Linked DNA regions of Mus musculus: all the other regions are linked to region 5. A link is a contact called in public HiCAR-type and promoter capture Hi-C data. All regions are on one chromosome and are shown on one strand. The core of a region is the stretch at or near the end of the contact, and the rest is flanking DNA. Distances in the headings are between cores, read along the strand shown.

Region 1 (2,861 bases), core at 185-2,684, 2.1 Mb before region 5:
AGATCTGGCAGTCAGCAGCAGCAGACTTCATTCTCCTGGGCTGGTCCCACTCCCTGCTAGCAGTTTTCCTTGGCAGGTATCTCATGACTCTGGCATCTCTAACATCTTGGGGTCTCCAAGGCAACTTCAACTTTACAGCTTCTTAATCTAACTTTTATTCCAATGTCTGGGATCCACACATGATCTTTTGGGGATCCTCTAAAGGGCTGGCATCACTTCTCCAGCTCTGCCCTCTGAAGCACTCTAGGCTCTGCTTGACTCCAGCCAACTGCTGCTGCTGTTCCTGGTTATCATCTTATCGTACTGGCATCTCCAATACACTGGGGTCTACCACTGCAACTAGGCTTCACCAAGAGCCTCTCATAGGCTCTCTTCATGGGGCAAGCCTCAACTCCTTTGCATGACCCCTTCAGTCCTGGGCCATCAACTGTAACTGTAACTGCACCTTCACCAATGGCCTTCCCTGGCCTCTCACGGTGCCAAGCCTCAGCTGCTCTTCATGACACCTTCATGCCTTCAAACTAATACTGCCTGGGTAACTCTTACACACTGCCAAGTACAGCTGCAGCAACAACCATGGCTATCTCTGGAACACAGCTTCTTTGTGCTCTCAGAAAACACTTCCCAGAAGATTTCACCTCAGTGATGCTGGTCTCGTCTTAATCACTAATTTCTTAGCTCCAGCTAACCAGCATCAACTGTCCCAGCAATCCCTTCTACTCTAGACTCTAAAGCCAGAGCCACACAGCCAAATTCTGCTTCCTGTGGCTGGAACCTGATCCCCTTTATTATCTTACCAGCTTTCTGTTTTTCAACTCCCTCACTGCCTAAGCTTGGCTATCCTGAAACTTGCTCAGGAAATTGACTTTGAACTCAGAGATCTGCATGGCTTTGTCTCTTGGGATTAAAGATATGTACCACTACGCCTGAATTATGCTTTTCTTCATCTAGAACTTGCTCTGTCCCAGGCTGGCCTTGAACTCAGATCTGCTTCGTTTTTTGTCTCCTGGAATTAAAGGTGTTAGCACCATGTCCTGGACTCTGTAAGGAGGGATGCAGAGGAGGTGGTGCTGAACCAAAAAATGGGGCTAAAGGTGTAGTAAGTGGGACTCTATGGCATCTTCAAAATGCCAGGCCAAACAGGAAAGAAACAGGGGCGAGGGGTGGGGCGCTGAGGGGGCGAGGAACCGGCCAGAGTCAGGAGGGAAGTTCAGAGTCAGAGGATGTGGAATGGCTTACCTGTCTCCGGCGTCGCAGCCTCAGCTCTGTGTCTGTCTGGCTCACAGAACTTCCTCCAGAGCGTCTGAGGCTCCGAGAATGCCTCGCAACTCTAAGTTGGGAGCCCAGGCCGCTGCCTTGGCAACGGCGTACCGCGCCACGGAGCAGGCGGGGCGGGGCTGGAAGTGCGAAACGGCGAGAGGGCGGGACCGGAAGTGCTCCCGCGGCTTCTCTCTCTGGGTCGCCGCCATCTTGTCATTGAGTTGGATACTTCGTGTGGTGATCTTTAATCTTGTCGTCGCACCGGTTGTCGCCACCGAGGTGGACTGGCAGCCCTGAGCGTCGCAGTCATGCAGGCCGGACCCGTGCAGGCGGTACCCCCGCCGCCGCCAGTAGCCACTGAGTCCAAACAGGTATCGTGCCCCGCGCTCCCTGCCTGCAGGCCTGCTGGAGGCCTCGTTCCTCCCCTCCGCGCGGGCGCTGTGGCACTGCTGCTGGAAGCTCAGGCCACCCCGAAGGACATGGAGGGACTGCAAGTCCCAGGAGTCAGCGCGCTGAGTTGCCTTCTGGTCTCGAAAAAGATATCCCTAGAACCGGACTTTTCAAAACCAGCATGCGGACCTGCACCCCCGGCTTCCTCTGGGGTCTTATGTGAACCACGAAGCCTCCATTCAAAAAGAGGAGAGCTAAGCAAATCATTCTTTCCCCTAGATTAGGAATGGCTGCGTAAATACAGTATGGCTAAGGAAACTTGCCCTGTTTTGTTTTTAACTGCGTCCTCGGATGCTAACCCAAGAGAGTCTGCAGTCTACAGGACAGACGTTCCTGTCAGTATCATGGAGCGTTTATGATAGCCTAATCCGAGCCGGGGACTTGAAGCCCTTACTACCTTTTCTCTGTTTTCACAGCCAATTGAAGAAGAAGCATCGTCAAAGGAGGATCCCACCCCTTCCAAGCCAGTGGTCGGCATTATTTACCCTCCCCCGGAGGTCAGGAACATCGTCGACAAGACTGCCAGTTTTGTGGCCAGGTAACAGCTGCTTCTGCACAGAGGGAACTTGTAGTATAAAGGTCTTTTAAAGCAGCACAGGGGCATCATGGGGAGTTCTAGAGGCTCTGGCTTAGACTCCTTACTTCTTCCAAAACCACAGGAGAGCAATGAGGTAGGTGATAGATAGGACTGGTATGGTTGACATACCACAACAGTAATCGCAGTGAAAGCCATGCCTAGCTGTGTAGTCACTAGGAGTTTCTGCTTCCAAAACAAGTCTGTGGAAATTCCTGGTAGCTTCTTTGTGGCTGCTGATGTGCATATGCTGTGTTAACCTGAAGAAAGAAAAAGAAGAGTTGATTATTCTCATTGTGAAAGGACGACTTTCCCAGAGCCTCAGCTGAATCCAGAGCAAGCTGTTCAGCATGTTAGCTAGTTTCCAGGCAAGGTGAACATTGGTCAGGATTCCTCAACCTCCTCATCCCACATACTTCTGCACCCTTGGATGGAATCTTCTAAGGGCCACTTGACTTCCAACGGTCAACACATCTCCTGGCTTAGGGCACTTATAGAGTATTCTTTTGGCAGCCAGCATCATTATCCAGTCTGCAGATGTTTAGTTTGTCCTTAGAATCCTTAAAAGAGAAAAATC
Region 2 (2,747 bases), core at 45-2,544, 2.3 Mb before region 5:
AAGCCAGTACAGGTGGAAGGTGAGCGTGAGGTCTAAGGGCAGCAATAGCCTAGTTTTCCATCCAAGTGAGGTCACTGCTGGTATCTCAGCTTGTGACCTTTGTGGACCTGTCCCCTCACTCCAGGTACCTCTGATGATGGTCCTTACCTGGAACTGTCCATGTATCATGACAGGGTCAGGGTTCTGATCATTCAGTCCTTCCCAGGACATCTTTCCCATAGCCATTCCCCAGAGGCGGTGATACCCTAAACAGGGTAGGCTGGACTTTGCCCTCCCTGAATCTAAGGACCTGATAGCCTGACAGACCTGTTTTGTATTGGCCCCATATGTGGACTTTGTGCTGCCATGGCTGCACCTCAACTGAAGAGGAAGGCAAGAGTTTTGCAGGCTTTGGCTTGTGGACCCCAAGGTCCCCCAAACTGGTGGCTTCACTGTATATGTGGGATGGGGGGAGGGGGCTCTATCTGATGCCATGTTCTGGCATGGCAGTTTCAAGAGGCAGGAACAAAGGGTTAGGAGTTTCAAAGTCATAACCTATAGCCTGGGAGGTGACTCAGGGCCCACAAGGACAAAGAGCAGCAAGCCCATTAGATATGGAAGAATGCCTGGCAGCCAGGCTGATGTGGAATTTTCCCCATTCCACGGTTGCCTAGAAATGTCGGGGGTAGTGGGACTCTGACGTGGCCCATGTGCCACCCGATGGCCAGCTGGTTCTGCAGTGCCCACAGCTGGGGTTAATTCCAAATTAGTTCCCATCCTTGGTTTTCCTTTAGGATGAAGGACAGTCTGAACTCAAACAGGCCCCTACTTACTTGCCCAGACCTCTAGAGGAGGTATCCTCAAGAGGAAAGTTAGCTGAACCATGTAAGTGACTCGGCCCAGGGATCCTGGCGCTTCTTCACCTGTTTTTCTTGGATACCACAAATGTGTTCCTGGCTCATCAGAGGGAGCTAGGAAGACCTATGTTCCACTGGATTCTGAGGAGCTCCAGTGCTGTCCATAAAAGGCTGGCAACTAGTCCTGCCCCCTTTCTCCAGAGCCCAGGCTCCCTTCCCCAACACTACCACCAAGCCCCAGGCACCCTCTATTCCCTTCTGGGCTGGCAGTAGGACAATGGACCCCTTGGCCCATCGGAGACAAATAGTCCTTGTTAGGCCGGAGGCGGGGGCGCAATATTGCGCCCCAGGGAGCTGAATACAGCTTCTGTGCCTCTTGGGCAGGCGGCGCAGGGGAGAGGACGGGAAGGGGGTGGGGGGGGGGAGGGGGCCGTGGCGCCCATTGGCTCTGGCGTCAGGGGCCGGGCCAGGCTGCTGGCCTCACCTGGCGAGTGTTGAGAGCGGGGTGCGGCAGCCGCTGCGGCGGCGGGGCGGGGGCATGGACCAGGCCTGCCAGCGCGCCGGGTCCCGGCGAGTGCGCCCCGCCGCCCAGTGAGCGCCACGGCGGCGGCGGGGGCCGGGGCCGACCCCTGCCACCCGGAGCCCAAGGAGAACAGGGCAAAGGTATGTCGGGAGGTCTTGTACTCACGCTGGCTGTGCCCTGCCTCAGCCTACTTCCTGAACATCTTGCCTACTGGATCGATGGATCGTGTTTGCCCAGCAAGGGATATAGAAATGCTGCAGAGCTGCTTCACCAACACTGTATCCTGCAGGCTCTGGCTGATTGCTTGCCCTGCTCTGGGTGCCCCTCCTCCCCTGACCCCCGGAGTCCCTAAAAATGGGGTGGGTGGGGCTCCAGAAGGTTAGCTGTTGTGCTGTGAGTTCGTTAATAATTAATCCTCTTGGACATTGTGGCCTGGGCCCTAGTGGAGAAGGAGGCAGGAATCTCCCCGCTCCTTACCTGCGTTCCCAGAAGAGGCGGCTGTCACAGTACAAACCGGGGAGAGGGGGGCCTTGGGCAATGACAGACTCTTGTGCTTGGGGAAGGCCTCTCATATGTGTGCCCCTAAGGAGGTGAGTCCAGGAGACAAGGACAGACTTGTCTAGTTAGGACAGGAAAGATCCTATATGCAACAACTACACGGTTCCGGAGCCATGGACCAGTGCTCCATAAGGGGGTCTCAGGTTGGTCTGTTCCCTTAGTGAGAGGCCAACATGAGCCTTCTCTTTTTAACCCCCCCCCGCCCCGCCCCTTCCTGAGCTGGTTGTGATGACAGGCACACATCTGGCTGCAGGGACTGACACCTGACACCAGAGGTTACTGGGCTGAGGGTGAGGATGCCCTGGAAATCTTCAGGAGGAAAGGGGTGTGGAGGGAGAGCCGATCAGAACTCAATCTCTTCCTCTCTGGAGGGGGTGAGCTGATCTGCACTGTGCCTTCAGGCTTCCTTGCTACTTATCTAGAGGGAAGATACTGAGGCTCAAGGAGTCAGTGACTTGCTGAAGGTCACACCGTTGGGAAATGGCTGAGTTCACTGCAAACCACAGTGTGCGTTTTTGTTTGTTTTGTTTTGTTTTGTTTTGTTTTGTTTTTTGGTCCCTGTCTCAGGATCCCAGCCCTACCCAGAAGTCCTCTTGCCCAAACTGGAGGAAAGATGCCTTCCTGGGCATCTCTTTTGCTTCCTGGGTTCTGTGCTGAGTTCTCATAAATCTGTCACTCACAGTGCCTCTCACTGGGCTCCAAGGAAGAACAAACAAGCACTTGCAGGAAAGCAGTGACTCACAGGACAATGGCAATGGGGGACTCTAGGCCCCCTCAGTGGCTTGGGGCAAGCTTCTTGCTTTGGTTTGACTCCATGAAATGTGAATGAC
Region 3 (2,892 bases), core at 377-2,876, 2.9 Mb before region 5:
CACTGAGTTGGGTGTCAGGAACCAGAAGGGACCTCTGCAAGAACAGCACACCCTTAACCTGAGTCACCTCTCCAGCCTCGTTGAAAAGAAAAAAAGAAAGACCGTATCTCTCATGTAACCCAGGCTGGCCTCAAATTCCCTACATATCAGAGGAATGACTTTGAATTCTGACTCTCCTTCGACCTGGGATTGCAGGCATGCAGCAGGTATAGGCAGTGCTGGGGATGAAACCCCTTGCTTTGTGCAAGCCTTCTACCAAGTGAACCACATCCCATCCAACTCAATTTTAAAAAAATTATTTATTTAGAGACAGGATCGTATTCTGTCGTCCAGGTTGACCTAGTTAGTACGCCACACACAGACCAAGCAATTCTCCTGGCTCTGTCTAGTCTGGGATTACAGGTGTGCAATCACCACTACCAGCCAGGAAAAAAAATTAAGGGAAGAGACAGACGAATTTCCGCTCCATGCTTTCCTTCTCCAGAGCATATTATCACCAATAAGGTCTGAAATTCCATGTTCCCGTAGTGAGGAAGTGACCCACTGGCGGCCCGGTCCTTGAATTCAGGATGGAGGAAGTGACTGTCCACCGGCCCAAAGCCAGGAAGTGGAGGCACATATTCAGTCCCTCCCCCACCCCTAAAATTCTCCCTTGGCCTTTCTAGAAAACTTTTGGAAGTCGACCCTGGTAGACCCAGAAACTGAGCCACTCACACCGGTGGCTGGGAATAAGGCGGCAGAAAGTTCATGATGCCGCGGGGCAGGAAGCTGCAAGATGATTCGTGAAGGGATTTACAGGCCCAGCTAAGCCAATTCTGAAATTTCCTTCACTCAACTCTTCCCCTCAAGGTGCGGAGCTATTAATCTGCTGGCATCAGAGACTACGCGAGGACTCAACTAGTCTCTAGGAAGACTTGAAGCTGTTCTCCACAGGAGGCAGAGGTCTTTGAGCCTCAGGAAGAACGGTCGGATGTCTTCCTATCCACATCATAAACTCCACACTCATACTCTATCTCTAGGAACCACTCCTCCCAATCCCAGAGTCCAAAGACACCTTCGAGAACTTTGGGTCTACAGAAAACCTAGAACCCAGGATAACTCGGAATCTCAAGTCCTGAACTCTGGAAGACCCTGTACTTCCCATATTTCAGAATCTCAGGTGCCTCGGCTTCCTTAGCCAGGAGACTTGCCCGGTCTGCAGATCCGAGGATCCACCTCGCGGGAATTCGCCCCACGCGCCGGCCGCAAGGAGCCCTCAGTCTTAGAACGACTGCGCTCGGACTTCCAGAGTCCCAAGACCTTCAAGTCCCGAGGGAACCATTGTGTTCGATCCTCCCCACCCTGCCAGGCTCTCGCTGAGGATTCCGGACCCAAGAAAAACCAGACAGCCAGAAACCCGCGAGCGGCGGGCTGGACGGAATGGGCCCTTCTTACCCGCCAGCGCCGCCATGGTCCAGGGCGCGGACAACACAGGAAGGACCACCCGGCAGCAGCGCCTCAGGTCCGCGCCCGCCTGCGGTCTAGAGAAGAGGCTGTCTCTGCCCCTGCAGCCGGAAGGATGCACCGCCTACGGCGCCCTGGGAGGACCAAACCGCACCTGGCACGGGGACCCGCCCCGGAGCCCCTCCCACTTAGGTTAACGACCCGCCCTGCCCCGTCCCGCCTCCCGCGCGAACTCTGCCGCATCTCTGGCGCCTGCTGGCGACTGGCGACCTCTAGAGGCGTTCGGATTGACCAGGGTGATTCAGTTTAGGCTGGAGGTCGCAACACAGGGGACCCTCGGCGCTCAGGTTAGTCCAGTTGCCCTTCTACACTACTTGAAAATGGCTCTGCTCTTCAGGTGCAGAGCGTGGGTAGGTATCACAGGTCTTTTGACTCCCAGTTTGTAATCAGCAATGTGAACACGAAGAAGCTAAGAGAAACCACTTTTGCGTGTCAAAGGCAATATGGAAATGAGGCTCCCTAGAGCAGATTATGGAGGCCAAATACCTGGGTTCCTGGAATTTTGGGTCCAGGACTCCCACTCCTTATATAAAGTCCCTGGTTGGTCAAGTCTCATAGAAAATGGCGTAAACTTTGTCTATAATCCACGCACAATCTTCATATGCTTTATTTTTTCTTTTGTTTTGCCACAGGGTCTTGAAATGCAGCCAGACTGATATTGAACTTGCCAGCCTCTTGCCTCAGCTTCTTGAGTGCTGAGATATTCTTGTTTTAAATCATCTCTAGATTGTTTATTTAAAAAAAAAAACCAAAATCTAGATGTTCTAACATAGTTATCTTATTCTGTGACTAAAATCAAGAAAGAACCGGACAGTGGTGGCACACGCCTTTAATCCCAGCACTTGGGAGGCAGAGGGAGGTGGATTTCTGAGTTCGAGGCCAGCCTGGACTACAGAGTGAGTTCCAGGACAGCCGGGGCTATACAGAGAAACCGTCTAAAAAAAAAAAAAAAAAAAAAAAAAGACGCAGCACTCTCAGCTCCTTCTCCATCGCCATGTCTACCTGTATTCTGCCATGCTTCTGGCCGGGATGATAGTGAACTAAACTTCTGAACCTGTAAGCCAGCCCCAAATAAATGTTGTCCTTTGTAAGAGTTGCTGTGGTCATAGTGTCTCTTCCCAGCATTAGAACCCTAACTATGACACTCGGTTTTAGACAATTGTTACTTCCCTCCATCAGATTTATGTACATGGGAAAAGAGTCCAGAGGATCAGGAAATGGGTAGGAATGGAGCCCAAGGAAACCAATCCTGCCTCCAACTCTCCCATCAGCTGCCTCTGGCTCTACTACTTAGGTAAACAAAACAGCACAATTCTCTGTCTTCCTGCATGGCCTTTTGTTAACAAAAGTGGCTGCTAGTTAGATGTTTCTTCCGTGGCGCCTTCATAT
Region 4 (2,903 bases), core at 67-2,566, 2.4 Mb before region 5:
TGGCTGGTGTCCACCCAGGCCTCGTAAGCCCTGGGCACCTCCCGCACCAGGGGAGGCCTTCTCTCTTCTCCGCGCCCTAAGCTCACGCGATGCTTTCACACCGAATCCGTTTGTCTTTTTCCATCTTTGGTCCCCAGACTGTCAGGATGAGGTCACTGACTGACCCCGACCGCCTGCGTGTTTGGTGCTCAGGCCCGGACCAGGTCTGGCAGGGTCGATAATATTCCGAGCGTGGGAACGGAGGTTGCAGCCGTCGCTCCCCTCCCCCAGCCCCCTTTAGCCTTTTACTGGACCGGGAATAGACGCCGATAGGCCGGCGGACGCGGAATCGCGAGCTCGGACTGGCTGCAGCCTCTCAGGATGCTCTGGCTGTTCTGGCTGCCGCTCGGCTCCCGCGGTGGATCTGGCAGCTTCGGGCGCCGGGCTCTAGTCCCTCCCGAGTCCCGCGCGGCTCAGCGCTTCCCGGCCCTGCCCTCTCCGCCGCTACCGAAGCTGCGCTCCACCCGGAAAGTTGGGCTCAGCCCGGGCCCCGCCCACGAGTACCAGCCCCGGAGCCCGGCGGACGTCTAGCCCCTCCCACAGCCTTTGCGCCTCCCGACTTGGCTTGCGCAGCTGCGGCCGCGAATCCCTTAGTGGAGAGTGTGGGTTGTACCAGCCACCAACCGGAATCCGGATTGTCTCCAGCGCCAAGTAGAGCCTTCCTTAAAAAGACCAGTATCCAGTGCTGGAAACCCTGGGCACTCTGCAGAGCCGTCCCCAAGCTGTCTGCCATCGTCGAGAAGCAGGGCGTTGAAGTGAGACATACCACATCACCTGATCCCAGACCACAAAGGTCTCCTTGAGATCTTGGAATTCAACGGAGCTAGACCACGTGGTCCCTTAAGGCTGCCTCATCTTGTTCCCCCTCCATTCCACTCCAGATCTTTTCTCCCCCTCTCAAACCAGGGCGGCGCCCCCTCTGGGGCAGCAGAAGGGGAAATGAATCACCAAAGCTAACCACAGCTCCGGGAAGCAGGGTACAGCGGGCCGGCATCCATCCCGAGCTAGCCGACTTTATGTGCTGCTCCCTAGGCATTCCGAGGTGACTCACAGCTGGGTTTCATGAGGCCCACGGAGCAGAATCCTGGATGGTTCCCGGGTTTCCCACCTGAATTCAGGTTAGGGTAAGCAGCTGAAACCCAGGGACCTGTTCCCAGCCCAACGCGTGAGCAAGAATCAAGGTCCATCCTGGACTCTTTCCGGTAATTGGATTTCTGGGGAAGCTCCCGCTCACCTGCACAGGCCTCACCCGGCTCTGTTGTCAAACAAGTCCTGGATGACAACCTGCCTAGAGAAACAAGATCGCAAAGCGCAACTGTGTAGCCCGGCCCGCAGCGCCCTCTGGTGGTCGTGACTCCGCACTGTTGCAAGCGTTCCTAATCCCTTCCCAAAGAAATTCAGGTGAAAATAAGCCAGTCCCACCTGAGACCTAAATCAGATCTCTGTCCCAGATGAACCAGGAATCTACACTGTCACACTTGCCTCCGATGAGTCTGATACCCGCGGGAACCCGTAGATCTCTGCTGAGTAACCCAAGTTGAAGGGCAGAGAGTGTAGGTAGGAGACTTCCAGGGAAAGGATCAAAATCTGGGGCATTTAGATAGTTTTTCCAAGAAGAGTTATGGGAGGGAAACTGAATGAGCCTCTCCCCTCCCCCCTCCAACACACACACACACACACACACACACACACACACACACATTTTTTAAGAAGAGGAATCTGGGCTTTCAGTGAACTATATTCCTCTGGGATTTTTAATCCATTATCCACTAAGCTTCTTTGAATTAAAAAGCATTTCTTCCTATTTAAATTTTTTGTTTATTATTAGTGGTGTGAATGTCTGTATGGGAATGCTGAGATTACAAGCAGGTGCCTCTGCCCACTTCTGTGCCCATTTTAAAAAGATTTATGTGCATTGGTGTTTAGCCTGTCTGTCTATCTGTAACTATGCATGGATGTCTGTGAGGGCATCAGATCCCCTGAAACTGGAGTTACAGACAGTTGTGAGCTGCCATGTGAGTGCTGGGAATTAACCTGGATTTTGTGGAAGAGCAGCCAGTTCTCCTACTGCTGAGCCATCTCTCCAGCTCCTTGAACAATTTTTTTGTTAGATATTTTATATGGATGAGTGATTTGCCTGCATGTGAGTGTGCGCACCATGTGCATGGCCGGTGCCTGCAGAGCCAAAAGGGCATCAGATCTCCTGCATCTGAAGTTACTAGTGGCTGTGAACTACTATGTGGGTGCTAAAGACCAAATTTAGGTCCTCTGCAAGGGCAGTAAGTGCTTTAAAAAAAAAAAAAAGACTTATTTTATGTATATGCATACACCACTGTAGCTATCTTCAGAAACATCAGAAGAAGACATCGGATCCCATTACAGATGGTTGTGAGCCACCATGTGGTTACTGGGAATTGAACTCAAGAGCAGTCAGTGCTCTTAACTGCTGAGCCATCTCTCCAGCCCAGTAAATGCTTTTAACCACTGAGCATCTCTCTAGCCTCAGAAACCCATTTTAACCTGTCTCAACATCAGACTGTATTTTACTGTGGATCCAGAGCCAGGAGGCCCGGATTCAAGGAGGATATCACTGGGGTAGAGGGCTCATTCACGTTCCTTAGGGTCTACTCAAGATCTCAGAGCAGCCTATGCCTCCCACAGCACCCCTCAAATTTGAGCCCTACTGTATGAGGGGCCCACCTCCCTGCGAAGCCAGGGGTGCAGGAAACACTTCTGAGGGAGGCTGGGAAGCAAAAAAAGAACCTCTCCCTAGTGACTGTGCTGCAGAGAGAGGTATGGTCTGTTTTTCTTCGGGCTTCAAGCCTGACTGGGTCATTTCTATATTTGGGCTCAAGTGTCCTGTA
Region 5 (2,772 bases), core at 47-2,546:
GCTGATGCTTCTGCCCTTGTACTGTGGCCTATCACTGCTACCAAAGCTTGAAGAGCTTCTGGCATACTTGTGACTACTTGTGACTTCTATTTCAGTAGAGCAAAAGGACTCTCCAGCCAGCTCATCCAGCACTGGTGCCATTTGCCATACATAGCAAGGATAAACTGACAGTCTGTATTGCTGTCCATCAAAAACTACTCTGCTAAAAAAGAGAAACAAGCGGAGAGTTAAAGGCCATGAGCATGAAGCTGGGCATGGGACTTATAGCTATAGTCCTAGCACCTGGTATATGCAGGTAAAAGAAACAGAGCAAGGTCAGCCTACATTATGAAATTGAATCCAGCCTCAGCTACATGCCATTGTCTCAAACAACAACAACAAAAGACATGAGTATGAAATGAACCACTCTCCTTTTTGAGACCTGATCCAACTGTGTAGCCCAGGCTGCCCACAAGAACTCTATGTAGCCCATCTTGACCTCCCAATTGGTCAGTTTTTCTCTGTTCTGAAATTGCAGGTGTGTGCTGCAAAATCTGGCTGAATATTTTTGTTAGTTTTTTATTTTGTTTCCCAAGACAGGGTTTCTCTATGTGGCCCTGAAACTCTCTCTGTAGACCAGGCTGACCTCAAACTCAGAGATGAGCCTGCCTCTGCTTCTGAGTGCTCTGCTTTAAGGTGTGCACTCACACAGCCAGGCTCTGGCTTAACATTTTGACACGGGGAACATTTCATATTAGTGAAGTGTAACAGGTTAACTAGTGGATTTTGTCTGTTTAGAGCAGGCTCTGGAGCCAGGAAGATCCAGGGGGACCCCAGCACAGCTTCCTGTCAGAATACTAGCAGGAACACCCAAGTCGCATGACAACCAAGTCACATTAGACCTCGCTAACTAATCTTCATAAGGACTGCTGCAAAACAAGTGTTCAAAATAGTCACTCATGTTATTCAAATTATTTTGTGCAGGGATACATTTTACCAACCCAACTATTATTTAGGGCAGCTTGTTTTGGATACAAAGCCCGTGGGCCTCAAAGTCGCAGCGCTCCTGCTTCGGCCCGCCAAACGCTTCAATTATCAGACGGCATCCCACGCCCTGAATGTACCAGGTTCTTAACAAGCTTCGGAAGCGTCTCCCGTGTAACTGCTAATGACAGCCGAAAGACAGTGAGCAACAGGCTGGCTTTGGCCAGATGCAAAGTTCTGCATTGGCGCGAAGCCCGAGCGAGCGACTGAAACCCAATTCTGTGACGTCACGTCACGCCCACAGCCTGTCTTGCAGGCCGCTCCTCTGGGGCCGGGCTACGCGTTGACGCCACACGCCGGGGCGGGGCTGAGAGTTTGGAGCCCGGAGTGGTGTCGGCGCTTCACTCGGGTGGAGCTGAACGGGAGACAGGTAACCTTGTGCGGCAGACGGGCTCCGTCCAGGGCTGGGAGGCTCGGCGCTTGACACCCGGAGCTCGCGGCCGAGGGTGAGGCCTATGCGTCCTTGCTTCCGGAGTGCCTGAGTGACGGGCGTGAAGCCGGACAGAGCCGGGCTGGCGGAGGGCGGCGATGGTGGGCGGGGGACGAGACCTGACGGACAGACGTTATAGCCAATGGCGTGGCAGGGTCCTCCAGGCGGGCGGAGATTGGCGGACGCGGACTTGCGCCGGGGGTCGGGGGGCCGAGCGCTATTGGCTCTGGCGGCGGAGCCGCGAAGGTGGCGGGCTAGGGAGTAGGTGGCCTGGCGGCCCGGGAGAGCCCCAAGGTCGCGGCGTGTCACGTGGACCGGTCGCTCCCTCTGGCCCGCGCGCGTTCTTTTGTCCTGCGTGCGCTGACCCCAGCAGGCCGCCGTCCTTGTGTTCGCCGTGCCCGGACACGGCGCTGACCTTGGTGCCTGCGGCAGCCCCACCTGCCGGTATGAGGTAAACCAGGCTGTCGGCCAAGGTGACACTGGTTTCCCTAGAAACACCATCCACGCACCGCTTTCCTCGCGAGAGTGTGTGACAGATGTGAGTTATACCCAGAGTGACTGGGAAGCCTGCTACTGTGCCCTCGCATGAGTTACCAGATCATGTTTCTTTTGCCCACCGAGCAGTGTGCCAGTCTCTGAAGTGACAGGTTCGGCAAGAATCCTCACGTGGATACCATGTAAAGACAGGAGAGCGGAGTGTAGGGCATTTGAGTATCTACACGGTGAAGGAGCAGGGTGAGGTGTGGAAAAGGGATTAAAGGTAATGAGAAGTGACGGGCTAGGTGTTGTGCGCATGCGTAACTCAACTTCCTGACTGTAAGATCAGAAAATGGCGGCGTTAAGCATCATTGGAGGGTGGAGTTTTAGATCCTTGACGTCAAAAGGTCACTCAAGGAACACCTCTACAGGCCCAAGTGGGGTCAGTGGGGTCAACCTGTATTCGATGGAGGTCTCTACGTCCGTAAGTGTTATCTGTATATAGTGAAGCTATTGCGAATGTGCAACTGGTCTTCATCACCCTAAGTAGAAGCGTGTAACTAAAAATAGAAGTAAAAATTTCCCCCAGCTTTTCTGTGGATTTCATTGCCCTTACAGGCCCTACTTGTGTCTGTGTATCCTGTGCTCTGACATTGAGCAGAGGACACCGTTGGAGTTCCTCTGTTTGTCTGATCCTCTAGCCTTGCCCTTGAAGGTGGAACCAGGTAGATTAGTAGGTGGCGTTAGGAAAGTGACACTATAATTGTCTTTTTCTCTTTTTCTATCCTTGTCATTTTGTATCACATACTATGCAGCTTTCTTTCTTTTTTTTTTTTTAATTT
Region 6 (2,711 bases), core at 89-2,588, 2.2 Mb before region 5:
GGTGGCCACAAAAGGGAAACATACTAGGAAAGCCACCAAGGGAGGTGGACAGTGACCCAGGATAGCCACCCCTATCCCTGATCTCTCACTACCCAGTAGTAAACAGGCAGCCCCAAGCCTCCTACAACAGCAGAGACCTTTATCTGGTTACTGACCTGTAGGACACCTCCAGAGAGGACCAATGAGGACTGGCCACCTCTGCCCTTTGCCTTAGGTCAGCTAGGTCTAATCAGACCCTCCCATCCCCCAAAAGCAGCTCCCAGAGTTAGGACAATGGTCATCTAAACAACAAGCAGAAGGCCACCCTTCACCAAGGACCTCACCTAGCCCCTGGCTTAATCCCCACCAAACCTATGCCCAACAGACTTAGCCTGCACGTCAGCAGCAAACCTGGCATGGGAAAAAAGTCACACACAGCAGCCACATCTGCTGCCACACTCTGGAATAAATAAGAAACTGCACAACTGGGAACACTGGGGCTGGACCCCATCAATTCTGATCCCGTGCAACTGAGGAGATAAAGTCTTTTGGCCAGAAGTGCCAGCTCCCGAACTTGAATGGAGTAGATAAGTCCCTGTCTGCCCAGGTGCCAAGGCAAAGCCTGGTCAGGTCCTTTCCTTTTGAGTGGCATCACTAAGTTCAGGCAAGGGTCTGGGTTGCCAGGGTGGGGAGAGCTCTTCTCTCCGAAAGGATTCCAACCTAGTGAATCCCGGACATCTTAGACTTCACACACAAGAGGTGCCCGACAGACAACTCCTCTAATTTCATCGAAGAGCACAGCACACAGGACAGGGTTTGGCCCAAGGTCGCACAGTGACTTAGTGCCTTGAAAGAGCTAGGGGGAGTTTGCCAAGGAACTGTCAGGGACCCTTCCATATGCCACTGCCCCAAAAGAGAAAAACCTCCCGGAAATGGGAGGAAACCTGGGGCCCTGCCCCTGTCCCACGGCCCTGCTACCAGTCCCTGCCAGCCCGGAGGATGAATGTTGCCTTTGTGCCCTCAGCTGCCTCCCAAGGCTTCCAAGCAACCACTTCTTCCCAAGGGGGCACCTCTGGGGCTGCTCATGCTGAAGATCGCGATGACCAAACTTCCCGAGGTCCTCACCCTGAAGGAGAAGCGGTCCGCTGGGCACTAGCCAAGCGGGGGCGATCAGTCGCCCGCCCGCGAGGACAGTCCCTTACAGCCGCTTTTCAGCCAGGAGCGAGGGCCACAGACAGACCAAGAGCAAGCTCACCTTGGCCAGTGCCTCCTCCTGTTTGGGGCTCAGGTCACCGACTCTGCCGCTCATCGTGGCTCAGCCTTGGGGCGCGGTGCCTGCGGCAGCTGATGGAGCTCCGACTCGTTTGCCGCCGCCGCAGCCGCTGGAGTAAAGTCCCAGTCTTTGGCCGAGGCCCCGGGGCTGGCGGCCAAGACCCGCCTCTTAAAGGAGCCCGAGGGGCGGGGCGAGACGCGCAGAGGCCCTGGATTGGAGCCAGAATGCTTGCTCATACACCTGAGGAGCTACTTGGGTCTGGATCCTCATCCTAACCAAGAGGAAGCTGGAAAGCTCTAGCAAACGACGTCTTCTAAGGTGCGACTCCACAAGGCTGGACCGGGCTGCTCTCATAGCTTTCCTTACCCCAAAATGTTGACAGCTCTCTGGTGCCCACTGAAAAGGGATGCCCCTTAAGCGTCTTTCTGCCTGTAGGAACTGTGGTGTTCACTCTGCCATCTGCTTATGGTCACTACTACCAGCTCTGCTTGGGAGTGAGAGTTGACCCCCAGGGTTGCCGATGTAACTCAGTGGCAGAAGGCTTGCCACTGAGTTACGCGCACGACCTTAAGTCGGATTCCCAGCACTGCATGGTCATAGTGGCACATTCCAACACATACCTGAGATCCCAGCATTGGAGAAGCAGAAGTTCTGATCACCCTTAGCTTATTTATTGGGCTTGAGGCAAGCCCAGAATACAAACAAATAAACCAAATGGAGTGGACAGCCTTTTCCCTCTACCTGCAGAGCAGGCATGGTAAAGACCATGGCATCTAGCTGAAGAGAAAGGAAGACCAGCCTCCCCACTAAGACCCAGGTCTCTGCGTCTGATCTTCCCTGCTCTCTGGGAGCCACACCTGAAGCTCTCACATCTCAGTTGGCATGCTCTGCTTCCTCTGTGGAAGTGAGGAGGCTCAGGTTTGAGGGCCCGTGTCCCACGGGTGTCTACGGGGTCCTTTGCCTCACTGCACTGTTGCTTCTTCTCTAACCGAGGGTGATCATGGGCAGGAGGCTAATGGAAGTTAATGTACACAATTCTCAGGTTTGACTTCTTGTGGCCACCTCCTTGCTGTCCATTGCTGGCTGCCTAGCCAGATCTTGGCCGTAGGCTAGACAGAGAGGAAACCACACTGGAAGCCAGAGCCCACAGCAGCCCTGCTGTGCTTATCTGCTTCCCAGCTCTGGCCAAGAGCCTGCGGACTCCCCGCTAGTGACAAGTTTGACTAGTGAGTGGGTGGACTCTGACAGCTGTAGCCTAGCAGCCTCTTGTCCAGCCTATACCATCAGACTGCCTCCCGCCCCCCAGTTACTACTTCTGGCTCACACAATAGAGTTCATAGCCTTCTCCTGCTAGAGCCCTCGCCACTTTGATCTTACTTCCATGGTGATACCTGGTCACAGGGCCAGGGCCATTTTGTCTTCCTACTGTATGCCAAGCAGGAGGCATTGTTCTGGAACC

Evidence for each region. Promoter capture Hi-C pulls out the DNA fragments that hold promoters and counts their contacts. HiCAR-type assays count read pairs that join an accessible place to other places.
Region 1: a contact with region 5 is called in a promoter capture Hi-C map of hippocampal neurons, with 5 times the contacts expected there. The contact joins the promoter of Sf3a1 here to the promoter of Ogdh in region 5. A contact is called at or near these places in 2 of 39 promoter capture datasets (the C10 cell line and hippocampal neurons).
Region 2: a promoter capture Hi-C map of liver shows a contact between it and region 5, with 8 times the contacts expected there. The contact joins the promoter of Gal3st1 here to the promoter of Ogdh in region 5. A contact is called at or near these places in 1 of 39 promoter capture datasets (liver) and 1 of 9 other capture datasets (adipose tissue).
Region 3: a promoter capture Hi-C map of embryonic stem cells shows a contact between it and region 5, with 6 times the contacts expected there. The contact joins the promoter of Limk2 here to the promoter of Ogdh in region 5. A contact is called at or near these places in 3 of 39 promoter capture datasets (embryonic stem cells, hippocampal neurons and liver) and 1 of 115 datasets of contacts at active chromatin or transcription factors (astrocytes).
Region 4: a contact with region 5 is called in a promoter capture Hi-C map of liver, with 6 times the contacts expected there. The contact joins the promoter of Slc35e4 here to the promoter of Ogdh in region 5. A contact is called at or near these places in 3 of 39 promoter capture datasets (embryonic stem cells and liver), 1 of 115 datasets of contacts at active chromatin or transcription factors (astrocytes) and 2 of 9 other capture datasets (adipose tissue and liver).
Region 6: a contact with region 5 is called in a HiCAR-type map of astrocytes, with 7 times the contacts expected there. The contact joins the promoter of Sec14l2 here to the promoter of Ogdh in region 5. A contact is called at or near these places in 2 of 39 promoter capture datasets (liver and pre-B cells), 1 of 115 datasets of contacts at active chromatin or transcription factors (astrocytes) and 1 of 9 other capture datasets (liver).

The regions. Positions count from the first base shown.
Region 1 is chr11:4,158,920-4,161,780 of GRCm38.p6, forward strand. Sf3a1 (splicing factor 3a, subunit 1) reads left to right here and starts at 1,435. Exons shown (of 16, transcript NM_026175.5): 1 at 1,435-1,631; 2 at 2,127-2,248. The coding sequence starts at 1,569. It overlaps Ccdc157 (coiled-coil domain containing 157), which reads right to left and starts at 1,374. Exons shown (of 12, transcript NM_001164620.1): 1 at 1,240-1,374.
Region 2 is chr11:3,982,342-3,985,088 of GRCm38.p6, forward strand. It overlaps Gal3st1 (galactose-3-O-sulfotransferase 1), which reads left to right and starts at 1,295. Exons shown (of 4, transcript NM_016922.3): 1 at 1,295-1,499; 2 at 2,600-2,747.
Region 3 is chr11:3,407,612-3,410,503 of GRCm38.p6, forward strand. It overlaps Limk2 (LIM motif-containing protein kinase 2), which reads right to left and starts at 1,627. Exons shown (of 16, transcript NM_010718.4): 1 at 1,435-1,627. The coding sequence starts at 1,450. Gm51879 (a long non-coding RNA gene) reads left to right here. Exons shown (of 2, transcript XR_003949624.1): 1 at 1-1,790; 2 at 2,136-2,892.
Region 4 is chr11:3,913,348-3,916,250 of GRCm38.p6, forward strand. It overlaps Slc35e4 (solute carrier family 35, member E4), which reads right to left and starts at 1,317. Exons shown (of 2, transcript NM_153142.3): 1 at 1-1,317.
Region 5 is chr11:6,290,301-6,293,072 of GRCm38.p6, forward strand. It overlaps Ogdh (oxoglutarate (alpha-ketoglutarate) dehydrogenase (lipoamide)), which reads left to right and starts at 1,297. Exons shown (of 23, transcript NM_010956.4): 1 at 1,297-1,393. It overlaps Gm46270 (predicted gene, 46270), which reads right to left and starts at 1,963. Exons shown (of 1, transcript NR_168687.1): 1 at 1-1,963.
Region 6 is chr11:4,117,391-4,120,101 of GRCm38.p6, forward strand. Sec14l2 (SEC14-like lipid binding 2) reads right to left here and starts at 1,339. Exons shown (of 12, transcript NM_144520.2): 1 at 1,235-1,339. The coding sequence starts at 1,288. Gm51934 (a long non-coding RNA gene) reads left to right here and starts at 959. Exons shown (of 3, transcript XR_003949841.1): 1 at 959-1,570.